2 separate regions of the Mus musculus genome follow, and region 1 is linked to region 2. A link is a contact called in public HiChIP or PLAC-seq data. All regions are on one chromosome and are shown on one strand. The core of a region is the stretch at or near the end of the contact, and the rest is flanking DNA. Distances in the headings are between cores, read along the strand shown.

Region 1 (6,294 bases), core at 229-2,728, 240 kb after region 2:
TAAATGAGCTACAAATATTTGTGTGTGATTTTTATATGAAAATAAGTGCCTCCCTTTTTCTATAACTGGAGCTGTTGGGTCATTTACCAAGTGTGTGTTTAACTTATTAACAGTGCTTGCCCGCACCCCTGAGTGGCTGTGCCCCTTGCAGCCTCCAGTGATGTGTAAATGATTTAATCTTGCTGCGTCTGCTCCAGCATTCGGTGTGGTTGCTGCTTTATCCTCCTGCAGCCATGCAATCAGGATCGTTGGCACAAAACAGTATTATGTTATAGTTTTAACTTGTATTGTTCTAACTGTAACAACTAGTCATTATTTGATGTTGAGACCGTTACCTCTACATCCAGATGTTTGACATAGTGATGATTTTATTTCAGAGATGATACATGCTTGTTATTAAAAATAAAAACGATAACGGATTGTGAAGATTGGTGACACATGCCTTTAATTTCAGCACTGGGGAAACTGAGGCCCAAGAATTAAGAGTTTGAGTCCAGCGTGGGATGAAAGTGAGTTCGTGATGGCCCAGGAGACACTTTCTTGAAATTGAAAAGTCATAATTTGACAATTCCATGTTCCAAAATAATAACAATAGTACTTCTAGTATAAACTAGTAAAATTTGGGGTAAAATCTACTAGTATGGTTTAGTAATCTTAATCTTAGACCTCTGTGTTTGCTTGACTTGAAATAAAGGGAAAATGCCATCATGCTTTAAAAGTTCCTTTTATGCAGAGATAAGCACAGTTAATTGTACATTTGTTGTAAAAGATGAAATTACATATTTCATGCTTTGAGCATGTAGCAGTTATTTTAGTAACATATGATTAATTGAATTCTGCAGAGACATGAAACAAGGTCTAGTTGACTTCATGGTGATGCCTGAGGAAACTGAGTCTGGATAGTTGCAGTACCATAAGGGTGAGCAAGACGACCAAGAAATGCATGATGCTGTGTTGTTGCTTCCCTAGGCTTTCCCACATTAAGTAAGCTGATTCCAATGTGGAGCCACAATAATCTCATTAAAAGGCAATTCTTACTGCATCAGTCACTCCCACTAGCTTGTATAATATCCTCTGGGAAGCTCAAGTCCCACCAGTGTCCTCTTTTTTATTTATTTGATTTATGTCTAGTGACTTAACCTCAGACCCTGGTGTTTACTTAACTTGAAAGAAATAAAGGGAAGATCCAGTCATGCTTAGTGTTCCTTTCAGCCATAGATAGGCACACTTAGTCCTAGAAGGGCTACAGAGATGTAGAAAGAAGATGGACATTCTCTCCCTCTCCCCTTCCCCCCTCCCCCCTCCCCCTCCCCCTCTCTCCCCCAAGAGTATTTAATGTTTTGGTTGTCTAAGCAAATCTCTTGCAGCTGCAGCTGTTCAGTTCTCTGTTCGTGCCAAGGACCCTTTGTTTATAGTAAGTGCACCCAAGGAATTCTTCTTACACAAGTTGCACTACTTAAGCTTTTTTGCAAGTCTCAGACTTTATCACATCCACAGGGAAGCAGAGCCAGGCTCTTCTTTCTCAACATTCTTTCTGGTCAGAGCAGAATGAAGAGGATTTGATTTCGTGCACAGCAATTCTCAACCTAAGCCTGCTTGTGGTTTCCTCGGGCCTGTTTCTGAACGCACCCAACCCCATGCTGGATGAGGACCCTCAGAGGGGCCTGGGCAATGATGTTTAGTCCATCTGTTGAAGCTTTAAAGTCAGGAGAAATAAAAAAGCCAAAGAAACAGGAGAAATAACTGCAAAGACTGCAGAGGGACAGGAGGAGTGCCAGGCTCATGAGCCACTCAGGACCTCTCAGCACTGTGGGAACAACTAGTTGACACATTTACTCCCCCACCCTTGTTTTTGAACAAACAAACAAAGTCTTGCTATATAGCCTGGGCTAGCCTCAAACTCTTTATCTCCCATCTTTAGCCTCTCAAGTTCTGTGGCTAGAGGAATGCATCACCACACCTCTATTGTAGACCACAGGCATGCCTTTCCTTCCTTGTCTTTTCTTAGTGTGTGGGGTAAGTATGGGGCTGTGTGTGACTGTATGTGTGCCTGCCTGCCACCTCTCTCTCCTGGGAAAGGATCTCTCACTGGCCTAGAGTTCATAGCCTTGCTGGCTGCCAGTGAGTCTATCTTTTCAGTACTGGAATTTCAATCACAGGCCAGCACACCTGTTTGCCACTCTCCCTCCCTCCCTCCCTCCCTCCCTCCCTCCCTCCCTCCCTCCCTCCCTCCCTCCCTCCCTCTTTTCCTTTCTTTTTCTTATCTCTCTAGCCCCTAGACATACTTTTGTTTGTTTGTTTGTTTTTCTTTTTCTTTCTTCCTTTTTTTTTTTTTTTTTTTGGTTTTTCCAGACAGGGTTTCTCTGTGTAGTCCTGGCAGTCCTGGAACTCACTCTGTAGATCAGGCTGGCCTCGAATTCAGAAATCTGTCTGCCTCCCAAGTGCTGGGATTAAAGGCATGTGCCACCACTGCCTGGCTCCTAGACATGCTTTTAAGGCCCATGAATTTTGTTTAAAAATTAGTTATAGGGTCTGGGGAGGTGGCTCAGCAGAGAAGAACACTTGTGGTTTTAGAACCATCCCCAACTCCAGTTTCTGTGAACCAGACTCCCCCTTCTGGGCTCCCACAGGCCCCTGGCACACATGTATGCACATACAGGCAAAATATACACATAAAATGAGATAAATAAATCTAAAAATACTTTTCAAAAATTGATTATCACAAGCTGGATATGCTGGTGCATGCTTTTAATCCCAGCAGTCAGGAGGCAGAGGCAGAGGCAGAGGCAGAGGCAGAGGCAGAGGCAGAGGCAGAGGCAGAGGCAGAGGCAGAGGCAGAGGCAGAGGCAGAGGCAGAGGCAGAGGCAGAGGCAGAGGCAGAGGCAGAGGCAGAGGCAGAGGCAGAGGCAGAGGCAGAGGCAGAGGCAGAGGCAGAGGAGGCAGAGGCAGAGGGATTTCTGTGAGTTTGAGGTCAGTGTGGTCTACATAGTGAATTCCAGGACAGCCAGGGCTACATAGTGAAGCCTTGTCTCAAAATTAATTAATTTAAAAAAATTGTTATCTTTTTTTTGACCAAAGACTCAAAATGGCATTGTTTCAGAGATGAAGCTTCTGGTAGCAGACTGTGGACTCAATTCTAGACATCTGTTTCTCCATCAGAACTGCCTTATTAAAATGTCTAAAATTTTGTTTGATTTTGAGTTTTGGTTAGGTTTTGATTTTGGTTTGGCTTTTAATGAGATAGGGTTTCTCTATGTAGCCCTAACTATCCTGGAACTCTATAGACCATGATGGCCTCAAACTCTGAGATCTGCCTGACTCTGCCTCCCAAGTGCTGGGGTTAAAGTTGTACATCATCACACCCATGGAAAGTTCAGATTTAAAAAAATGTAAACACAGCCAATATCTTGATGTTTACAATGTCTGCTATCACCAGTTCAGGTAACCAACGTTTGGTATCATATAGGGAAAATAACATCTGTCCCATAGCACTTGTGTAAAACTGCTTCTTGCCAGTCTTCATTAACTTCTCAATGCCTTCTCTAAAGGTCACCTGCAAGGTGCAAGAGTCTGGTCTAGCCTTAGTCTAGACACACTTCACTTGTATTCTGTGTGATCTTCACCAAACCATTTAAATTCTCCAGACCTCTAAATTAATTTTTAAGGAAGTAAGGAAAACAGTAGTGTCTCCTTGAAATGGTTATGGGCAAGTTGAGTTAGAAACACCGTGTAAACCTCCAGGGTAGTGCCTGGCTGGGTTCCTCCAATGGTTGTTCTGGGATGGACCTCTGTGGGAATGACTGCTGGAGAACAGAGGGTCAGGTGACAAAACAAGTGTGCTAGGCTCCTCAGGGTATTTGATGGCATTAGTACATACAAGGCGATCTTGGTGAGCTGACGATGACAACTGATGCCAGAAAGAATAGATGTGGTAGATTTCTTAACAAGTTTGTTCAGTGCAATCAAGTTGGCAGCTTGCGACTAGCCATGGTGGGGATATTTATATCATGAGAACCACAAACACTATGAAACAGCGTCTTTTCCCTACCAGAACCCCAGGTGGTAAACCCGTAGCAGATCACACTGGCAGGCTGGAAGCAGACACCTACACTGGCATCCCAGCTCCGTGCCTCATCAGCTCTTAAATCTAAAACCAAAACTTCTTGAGCTGGCGCTCACCCAGTGTTTAGCAACAATAAAAGATATGTGTCGTGCTGGCAAGAGTAAGGAGTACCCAGCAAAGCGCCTGGGCTCAGAGCTAAGACTGTTGTGTGCTTTGAACTACAGAGCTTTTCCTATAGTTCTCTGCTTTCCTAGCAACACAGTCGTCTCACTTCAGAAGACAAAGACTTCCAGTGTTATCTGACCATTATGCCTCTCAGCATGTAAATGTCAAATCCATACAGCTCTGGGTTTCATTATGTTGAAATGTTTGGCTTCAAAAATTGCTCTTTGAATTGCTGACTTAACTTTCCTAAGAACAAACACGTAATGAATTTCCAACAATTTCTGAAATTGCTGTCAATATACCTTTGTCACTGTCTGCTAAGTATTTATTTATTCTTAGAATTATAAAGTCAAAATCAATCAATTCTAAAATGTAGAAATAATGAAAAATACTGTCCCACAATATTAAATATTTACCTAAGATTTAATTTTTTACGTATAAATAAATAAGCATATTTCATTAGCATGCAAATTTGTTTTTCTTTAATAAATGATGAAAATACCAAAGCATTACTTTAAAATGAATTATGATTCATTATCAGTAAATAGTTGATGTGTATGACTATTTTATATACCTGTATGTCCAGATTCATGTAAAAATTTCTCAAATGAAAAGGGTTGTAAGAGGAAAAGTTTAAGAATCCCTGCTTTTGGACTGGAGAGATGGCTCAGTGGTTAAGAGCACTTACTGCTCTTCCAGAGGACCCAGGTTCAATTTCCAATACCTACATGGCAGATCAACAGTGTCTGTAACTCCAGGATCTGGTATCTCACACAGACATACATGTAGACCAAACACCAATGCATGTAAAAAGAAATAAAAAGTAAATAAATTGTTAAAAAGAAAGAAAAGAATCCCTTCCCTACAGCTCCCTCAGGCAGCTGAGCCTCCAGCTTCTTGCCTGTACTTGAGAAACACATATGTAAGGGGAAGGACTGTCAAAAGCCAGGCTGGAGGTCAGGGTGCAATTCCAGCACTCGGAAGGATGAGGCAGGAAGACTCCAAGCTTGAAGCTAGCCTAGACTTTATACTGAGCCTGCTCCTTTTCCCAAGAAAGGACCATTAAAAAGAAGAAGAGATAAGATACATGCAAGACTTAAAATGTAACAGCAAACAAAACGATAAACTCTAGTTCCTGTTAAAAACCTAGAGGATACAGATCTCAGCTGAACCTTGCATCTTTTACTTGTTTGGATAAACACTCAATAAAGATAAGAATACCCTCTTGGAGTGAATTGGTCGGCCAGGCTTGGGAAAAGATTTGTTTTGTGGGGGGAAAATTCTATTCAAGTTCTTTCCTTGTTTCTGCTTGAGAAACTATTTAAACAAATTTGAACATCTAAACAAAGATAGTCTTAAAGCCCCAAATCCAAGTGTTCTGGGTCTCCTCCGAGCAGTTTCAACAATGTTGGGCCCAGAGCCAGAACATGTTAGAAACGTTTTGAACTCACCCCACCCTGTCTCCAGGGCCATCCTCCCCCAGAATTTGGTACAGTGCCAAGAATAGGATCTTGCAAATGTCTTAAGGCTTTCATCCTTTCCCCTTAAAAACAAAAGTATCTAAGACCTTGCAATGTAAGAGGCCATAGAGAAGGGAATGCTGGCATAGGGGAACCGTGGGTCAGAGAATGCACTGGAAGACCACTGTCTGCAATACTCTTGCTTTGTGGCAGGAAGAGCCCAGACAACTGCACAGCTGGCTTCCTGTCTAACTCTCCAAGGTTCTCCTTCAGTTCATTCATCATGCAGAGAGCAGCAAGGTCTCACCCCTGATGGAATCCTTGACTCTCTTAGGAGCTCAAGACTATCCAATTGGTCAGCTCTGGGATGGGCCATGGAGTCCCTTGCTCACTGTTGCTATAAAGCATGCACAGGGAGTGGTGGGAATAGAATAGGAAAGACTGATTCTAGACCCTGGTGAGGCTCCGGAAACCACACCTCATGGGCTGGGGAAGGAAGGAGGCAGAGAGGAAGCTTCTGGAAGGCCCTCCTGGGTCAGGGAAGTTCTAATACTTCCTCTTTGTCACTGCTGTCTGCCTCCTTTTGTTGGCAGGGCTGCTAGGAGC
Region 2 (6,081 bases), core at 3,027-5,526:
TGGTTGTGGTGGTGGTGGTGATGGTGGTGGTGATGGTGGTGATGGTCGTGGTGGTCGTGGTGCTGGTAGAAGTGAAGCATGGTAAAGAGATTAGAGAATGAGTTTGGGGATTTGGCATACGAGAGGCTCAGGGACAGCTTTGAGGCAGTGAAGACTTTGGGGTGTGCAAAATATGTCAGAAGTGTTCCTGGTTGTACAGTACCCTCTTGTAACGTTCCTCCAGAGATTCAAGGACAGAATGGCTTTCCTTCCTGTTTTCTATCTCATTTTAATTTTTTAAATTAGTTTTTGTCGCCAGACTATGCTTCTTTATAAACATTTCAGTGCCAAAATGGAACAAGACGTTGCCCCAGACTTCTTTAGGGTTGCCTACGTAACAGATATTCAGAATTTGGTGTACATATAGCGCGGTTTCCTGGAGTTTGTAGAAGAGAGAGGGAGAGAGGAGGGTGGGATTGTGACTTTACACTCCAGCTAAGTAATCATCTCAGACATCACCCCCCCCGCCCCATCTCAGACATTCCCCCCCCCGCCCCATCTCAGACATCCCCCCCACCCCATCTCAGACATTCCCCCCCCCGCCCCATCTCAGACATTCCCCCCCCCCGCCCCATCTCAGACATCCCCCCCACCCCATCTCAGACATCCCCCCCACACACACAGTGGCCAAAGAAATACAAAGGTGTGAGAATTTCTGCCAGCAGTTGTTGCTTTTCAGTATGCAAACTTCTATGAACTAACTGCTACATTAGTGAGGAAAACACAAAACGGGGCCCCTGACAGAGGGGTGAGACAGACGTACAGTGGATCAACATTAAAACAACTGTGTTGAAGGAGAGTCGGGGGCAGGGCAGAATGACCCTGCAGAGGAGAGACCCTGCTCTGCCTGCCTACTTGGCCAGGGGAGATTTTCTTCTTTTTCATGCTGTGACAAAATCCCCAAGAGAAGCCACTTAAGGAAGGAAGGCATCAGAGGTCATCATCTATAGTGGACGGGACAGCATGGCAGAGGAAGTATGCAGCCTACTTTTTCCCCTTCTTCCCTGTTCATTCAGTCTGGGCTTTTATTCCATGGAATGATGCTCCCCCCACCCCCCCCATCCCCTGACCCCAGCTAAGCGCCTCTGGAAACATCTTCACAGACACTTCCAGAGATATCTTCTTTTAAATTCAAGTTGACAACAAAAGTTAGCCATCGAAGAAGTCTTCTAAGAAAGGCTGTGTTGAGTGACAAACAGGGGCTCTCCAGAATACATCCTAGAGAGAAGGATGAGGGTGTGTCTGGAGATAGATATAGTACGTTGTCAGGGTTCAGAGGTGGGGGCTGGACGGCAGACTCTACCCACTGGTAGACATGAGACTGAAAGAGGCAATAAGGCTGGAGTGTAGACGGGTGGCATCATGTAGGGTCTGGCGTGCTGTGCCGTGGGAAGGGCAGAAAGGTAGCAATGAAAGCAGGGCAGTGACATGGTCAGCTCTTCATTTTGGAACTGAAATTCTGTTAAGGATGACTTAGAAGAATGGCTGGAGGTAGAGGCCTATAGTAGAAAACATTGCAGCCACACAGGGAAACCCAAAGCAGTGGGGACAGAAGGTGGTGGCAGGGGAGGAGAGAGGGACAACCTGGGTAAAGAGGTAATTTGGAGGTAGCCATCAAAGACTGATTTACTTTGAAATAGCAAAGAAAAGGGGGTATGCAGTTATCCTAACACTGTGTGTACAGTTGGTTTGATGTGCCTTCTTAAAGAAAATGGAGACTATAGAGAGAGGAGTAGGCGTCAAGTAATATTTAGAGCTCCTATGAACTGCTAGCCAGAATGCTCAAAATTATAGGAAAATGGGGACATTAGGCTAAAATGATGCCCTTTGTGTCCCCATCAGCCACCACTATCAGATAAATGTAAGACATACAGCAGGGTATTACTTTCTGCAAATGAGAACAGTGGTGAATGTTTTCAGATTTTTATCTCTGAGTCAATGGAATGTATGTAAAGTAGCTTTCATCTGACAATTGATTGCACAAGCATTTCACATAAGTAAGAGGCTCACCTTTTCCCCTATGAAATGGGTACATTGTAGGCCGGGTGTCAGGGCCTCGTATGCTTGTGTTCCAACTCTAAGCTGGATTAATCTCTTCCCCTGGAGGAGCTACACACCCACACGTGACTCTTGCCTCCTGAAAGAAGAAGCTGCTGGGACAGAAATCAATGAGGCTAATGACAGGAAGGGGACATCTTAAAATCTGGGTTTTTAGTTTGAGGAGTTTGGTCGGTCTCTCCTGGAGCCCGGCAGATGAATCTCCTGGGAGGTTTATGACCAGAGTAGAGGGGATACGTTAGGAGGCAGGCACAAATTCCTAGTGATTTCTTGTTTAAAAGATTTTTTTCTAAATAAAAACTTAATAGAAATACCAACCCCTTTCTCATGGAGAGGAGTGAGGGAGGGAGGGAGGGAGAAAGGGAGGGAGGGAAGGAGAGTCTCTTAGCTGGATTAAAAGTAAAGATTTAAAATTTGGTTTAAAATTGACCAAAGTCTTGTTTTTATAATTTCCCCAAACTTTTGAGACCTCCCCCCCCCCTTAGGCTTAGCATTACACACACACACACTATTTTATATATATGTATGTATATATACTTTATGTTGGACATTTCTGGTCTCTTACAATAAAAAAAGATTTCTGAGAAACTTCATGGAACTTGAAATCAAAACAAAAGGAATCTTGGGATTGTTTGAGAACACTCACTGAGAGTAACTTTTGCGCCTGCCAGAATGACATTCGGTAGTCCCCAGGGTGTGCGAGGAAGGCACAGCTGATGAGCCTGCATCAATCTAGATTTTCCTGTCAGATTCCCTCCTGGTGAGTGAAGGTAGGACAGGGCCTTCAAAATACAGTAGCAGATTGCTTCTAATGCTTGAGAAGGTTAGCTTTCTAGGCCTGGCTTCTGAGAGAGGATGGATTTATTTATTAATTACATTTGAGACAGGGTCTCACCATGTAACTCAGAGGAGCTTTGAGCTCAAAGTGATTCTGTTGTCTCAGGCTACAGTACTGAAACTGCAGCTATGACTACCATGCATCACCTCCCTTCAGGAGCAAGGATTCCCTCCTCGCTGCCCTGCTGGTGTTTAAAATGTACCTTCCCCCAAAGTGCTTCCTTAATCCAGAGAAAGAATAACTCAAACCTGGGGTAAATTGTTGCCACAAGCATCAGGGCTCAGCTGTGAACATAACTGGGGGAAGCCAGGGGAACAAACACTGGTGTCCGACCGGCTGTTGACTGTCCGAGCCACTTGTCACCTGAGTTTCAGTCTCTTGTAAATAATAACCGATAGTATGTAATTGAGTATTTTCTCTGCTCTGGGAACTATTTGAAGCACCACGTATCTGTCTGGTCTTACTTCCTTCTCAGATTTTTCCACTGTGAAATATGGTATGATTTTTGCAAGTGGGGAAACTGAGGCATATAGACATTAAGTCATTTGTCTAAGTTTACAGGCAGGAATGACAGCTCAGATTTTAACTCTGGAGGACAGACTGACAATGGTTCTCTTTATTCATGACACTATCCTATTGTCTGAAACAAAGGGCAAAAGAGGCCCCTCAGCCCTACCAATATTAGGTGGGTGGTAGAGGAGGGGATCTATGGCTGGACTGGGAATCCGGGCCACTCAGACCACACCCCTCCCTTCATTCACACTCTCCTCGGACTGTTCTCACTGCTAGATCTACCTCAGCATTGCAGGACTTGGCTTAGCTCACACGTCCCAGAAGTCCTGCGGGTGCCATTATTTTCTAAGCATATGGGTTAAATAAAATCTCAGTGGTAGGGAGACCTTGGGGGAATGAAGCTCCGGAAAGGTTGGCTGGCCACAGAGGAAAAACTCGGCAGCAAGAGGCTGCAAGCTGCTTGGGAATGCAGATAGGCCGTAAATTAGAAGGCGCTGCTGGCTGGCCCCGGATCTCAGGACCAGAGTCTACGCCGGCCCAATAAATACAGTAGCTTCAGTTCAGAATGAGAAAGCAGTTTGGGTGTTGAGGAAACCCACTGAGGCACTGTGTGGACACTGTTGGGAGATGAGCGCTGGGAGATAAGAAAAGGACTGAGAAGACAGTGCAGTGGGGATGGAAGGGCGCTGGAAAAAAGGGGTCCAGGGGATTAGAGCCAAATTAGCATCAGCAGCAGACAAAGCCACTTAGAGGAAGCCCTGAAGTGGTGGGAGAAGCAAACGAGAAAGCTGGCTTGCTACCCGATACTAAGAGAGGAGGAAGTGGGAGATGAGCTGCTTCCTGTAGGAATGAGGATTGAAGACAAAGCTGGGTGGGGACTCAGGCTTGGGCTTCAGGGGCTGCTATACAGACAGACACACGACGCCTCTCGGTGGGCAACTCCTACTACGGCTGGGCTGGGCTGGGCAGGGCTTCGCTGCGCTGGGCTGGGCTGACTGGGCTGGGCTGGGCTGGGCTGGGCTGGGCTGGGCTGGGCTTGGGCTGGGCGGGCCGACCTCACCACCCATCTGCTCCGCCAGGGGAAGCTGCTCTCTAACCAAGCCTCCGGAGCCAAGCAAGGTAAAGGACACGTTTTCCATGTAGCTCCTTTTGAATTGAGATGAAGTGACCATGCTTGTGGGTTTTGGGGTGGATTTCTTAGGGAAGCGAGGAACATTGATTCAGGCTTGGGGGAAATGATTAAGATGGGATTTTAATTTTTTTTTTTTTTTTCGAGAACGATGGTCAGATTTGTGACACATTTTGTTCAGGGTGTGGGGAACCACCCTCAGTGTTTAGGAAAACAAGCTGAATGTAAGAAGTGGTTTGTTTAGCTGGCTCAGCAGACCGACAGGGCTGAGTTGCAGTCAGCTGGGGTGCGAAGCTGCAGTCTGGGCACCCGAGCGTGGCAGACCCTTGTTTTGGGGTGTAAGTGGTGAAAGATGTTAAGCACACTCATATACGTATGTATTTCGGTGAGCCGTCTCTTTGCAACATTATGGCTGTGGTTTGGCTGTGAGGATGTTGGGTTCTTTTGTACATAGATTTTTACCAACAAAGGCTCGCATTTCGAGAGCGAGGGGCCAGTATTTACCTCTAAGGAACTAGTGTCTTCCTCTCCTTGCTGCTACCATTTGTTAGTAGGTCTTACCCTAAAGTTGCATCCTTATTTAAAGGACCATGGCCGGCCTATAACTTGCTGAAAATCGGATACCGGTGTGTAAATGGATTTTATGCCTGTATGAATTTTATCCATCTCTAGATCAAAACGATTGTTAATTCTAGACAGAGATAATATCGAAGTGAGCTGGTTTGTTTCCTTGTCTGTGTATGCTGTACACTGAGTTAATACAATCAGAACACAGTTTTTATTCTGTAAATTTTCTTAAGCACTGGATGCTGATAATGAGTCTGGGATAGTAACTGGTTTGCGTTTATGAGTGATATATATAAAAGTACAATAAAGAGGTCTAACAGGCTTGAACTGAGATTATGGGCTTTTTTGGCAGAACATGTAGGATAAACAGTTTAATAAACTGTGTCATAATTTTTAAAAAATCTTCAACAAAAGTGTAGTTAAGCATAAGAAAGCATTGATTAAAATGATTTTTACTTTTTTATATACAATAAAAGGAGATAGTTTTTCAAAGCAAAGAAAGAGCTTCGTGTGGTAGAATGAAAACAATAAAATGGCATGTTTGAATACTCATGAATTATTAAAATACAAGTTTCTTTTTTTAAGGTCCAAATAATACCAGTGGAGAAAATATGTACTTTTGTGATAAAACCATTGTCAGTTGAAGAAGCCACACAATTGAGATTCAGTTTTGTTTTGTCACCTTTATGAAATTCATTTAGCTTCTCAGAATTTGTCGAGTAGCGGTGCATTTTCTGAGACAGGAAGCTTTCATGGACACTGAAGAAATAAATTTCTATTTTCCTGAGCATGTGTAGGAGTTGCTGTAACCATGGGCTCTTGGGAAGGCTTTCTTGAATTTAATCAAAGCGAGTCATTTCAGGATTCTAAAGTCCCCATCGCATCCTAAAGTGAAATATGTAGCTTCATTCTTCTGGATGGAGACCTAGGCTAGATC

The links. HiChIP or PLAC-seq counts read pairs in DNA pulled down with a chosen protein or histone mark.
Region 1: an H3K4me3 HiChIP or PLAC-seq map of stem cell-derived neural progenitor cells shows a contact between it and region 2, with 8 times the contacts expected there. The contact joins the enhancer-like site here to the promoter of Gng2 in region 2. A contact is called at or near these places in 11 of 39 promoter capture datasets (the 3T3-L1 cell line, cranial neural crest, embryonic stem cells and 7 more), 1 of 484 Hi-C or Micro-C datasets (embryonic stem cells), 5 of 115 datasets of contacts at active chromatin or transcription factors (embryonic basal ganglia, embryonic stem cells, epiblast stem cells and 1 more) and 1 of 9 other capture datasets (adipose tissue).

Annotation. Positions count from the first base shown.
Region 1 is chr14:19,733,470-19,739,763 of GRCm38.p6, reverse strand. The region is part of intron 3 of Gm29899 (a long non-coding RNA gene); the gene reads right to left. Among named protein-coding and RNA genes, the nearest start is that of Nid2, 15 kb to the left of the region's middle. Within about 2 kb of position 1,478, at least 61 of the 459 cell types and tissues checked have an H3K27ac peak or open chromatin away from gene starts, as enhancers often do. A contact at or near this core is called in stem cell-derived neural progenitor cells, where this site is marked.
Region 2 is chr14:19,975,444-19,981,524 of GRCm38.p6, reverse strand. Gng2 (guanine nucleotide binding protein (G protein), gamma 2) reads left to right here and starts at 4,276. Exons shown (of 4, transcript NM_010315.4): 1 at 4,276-4,567.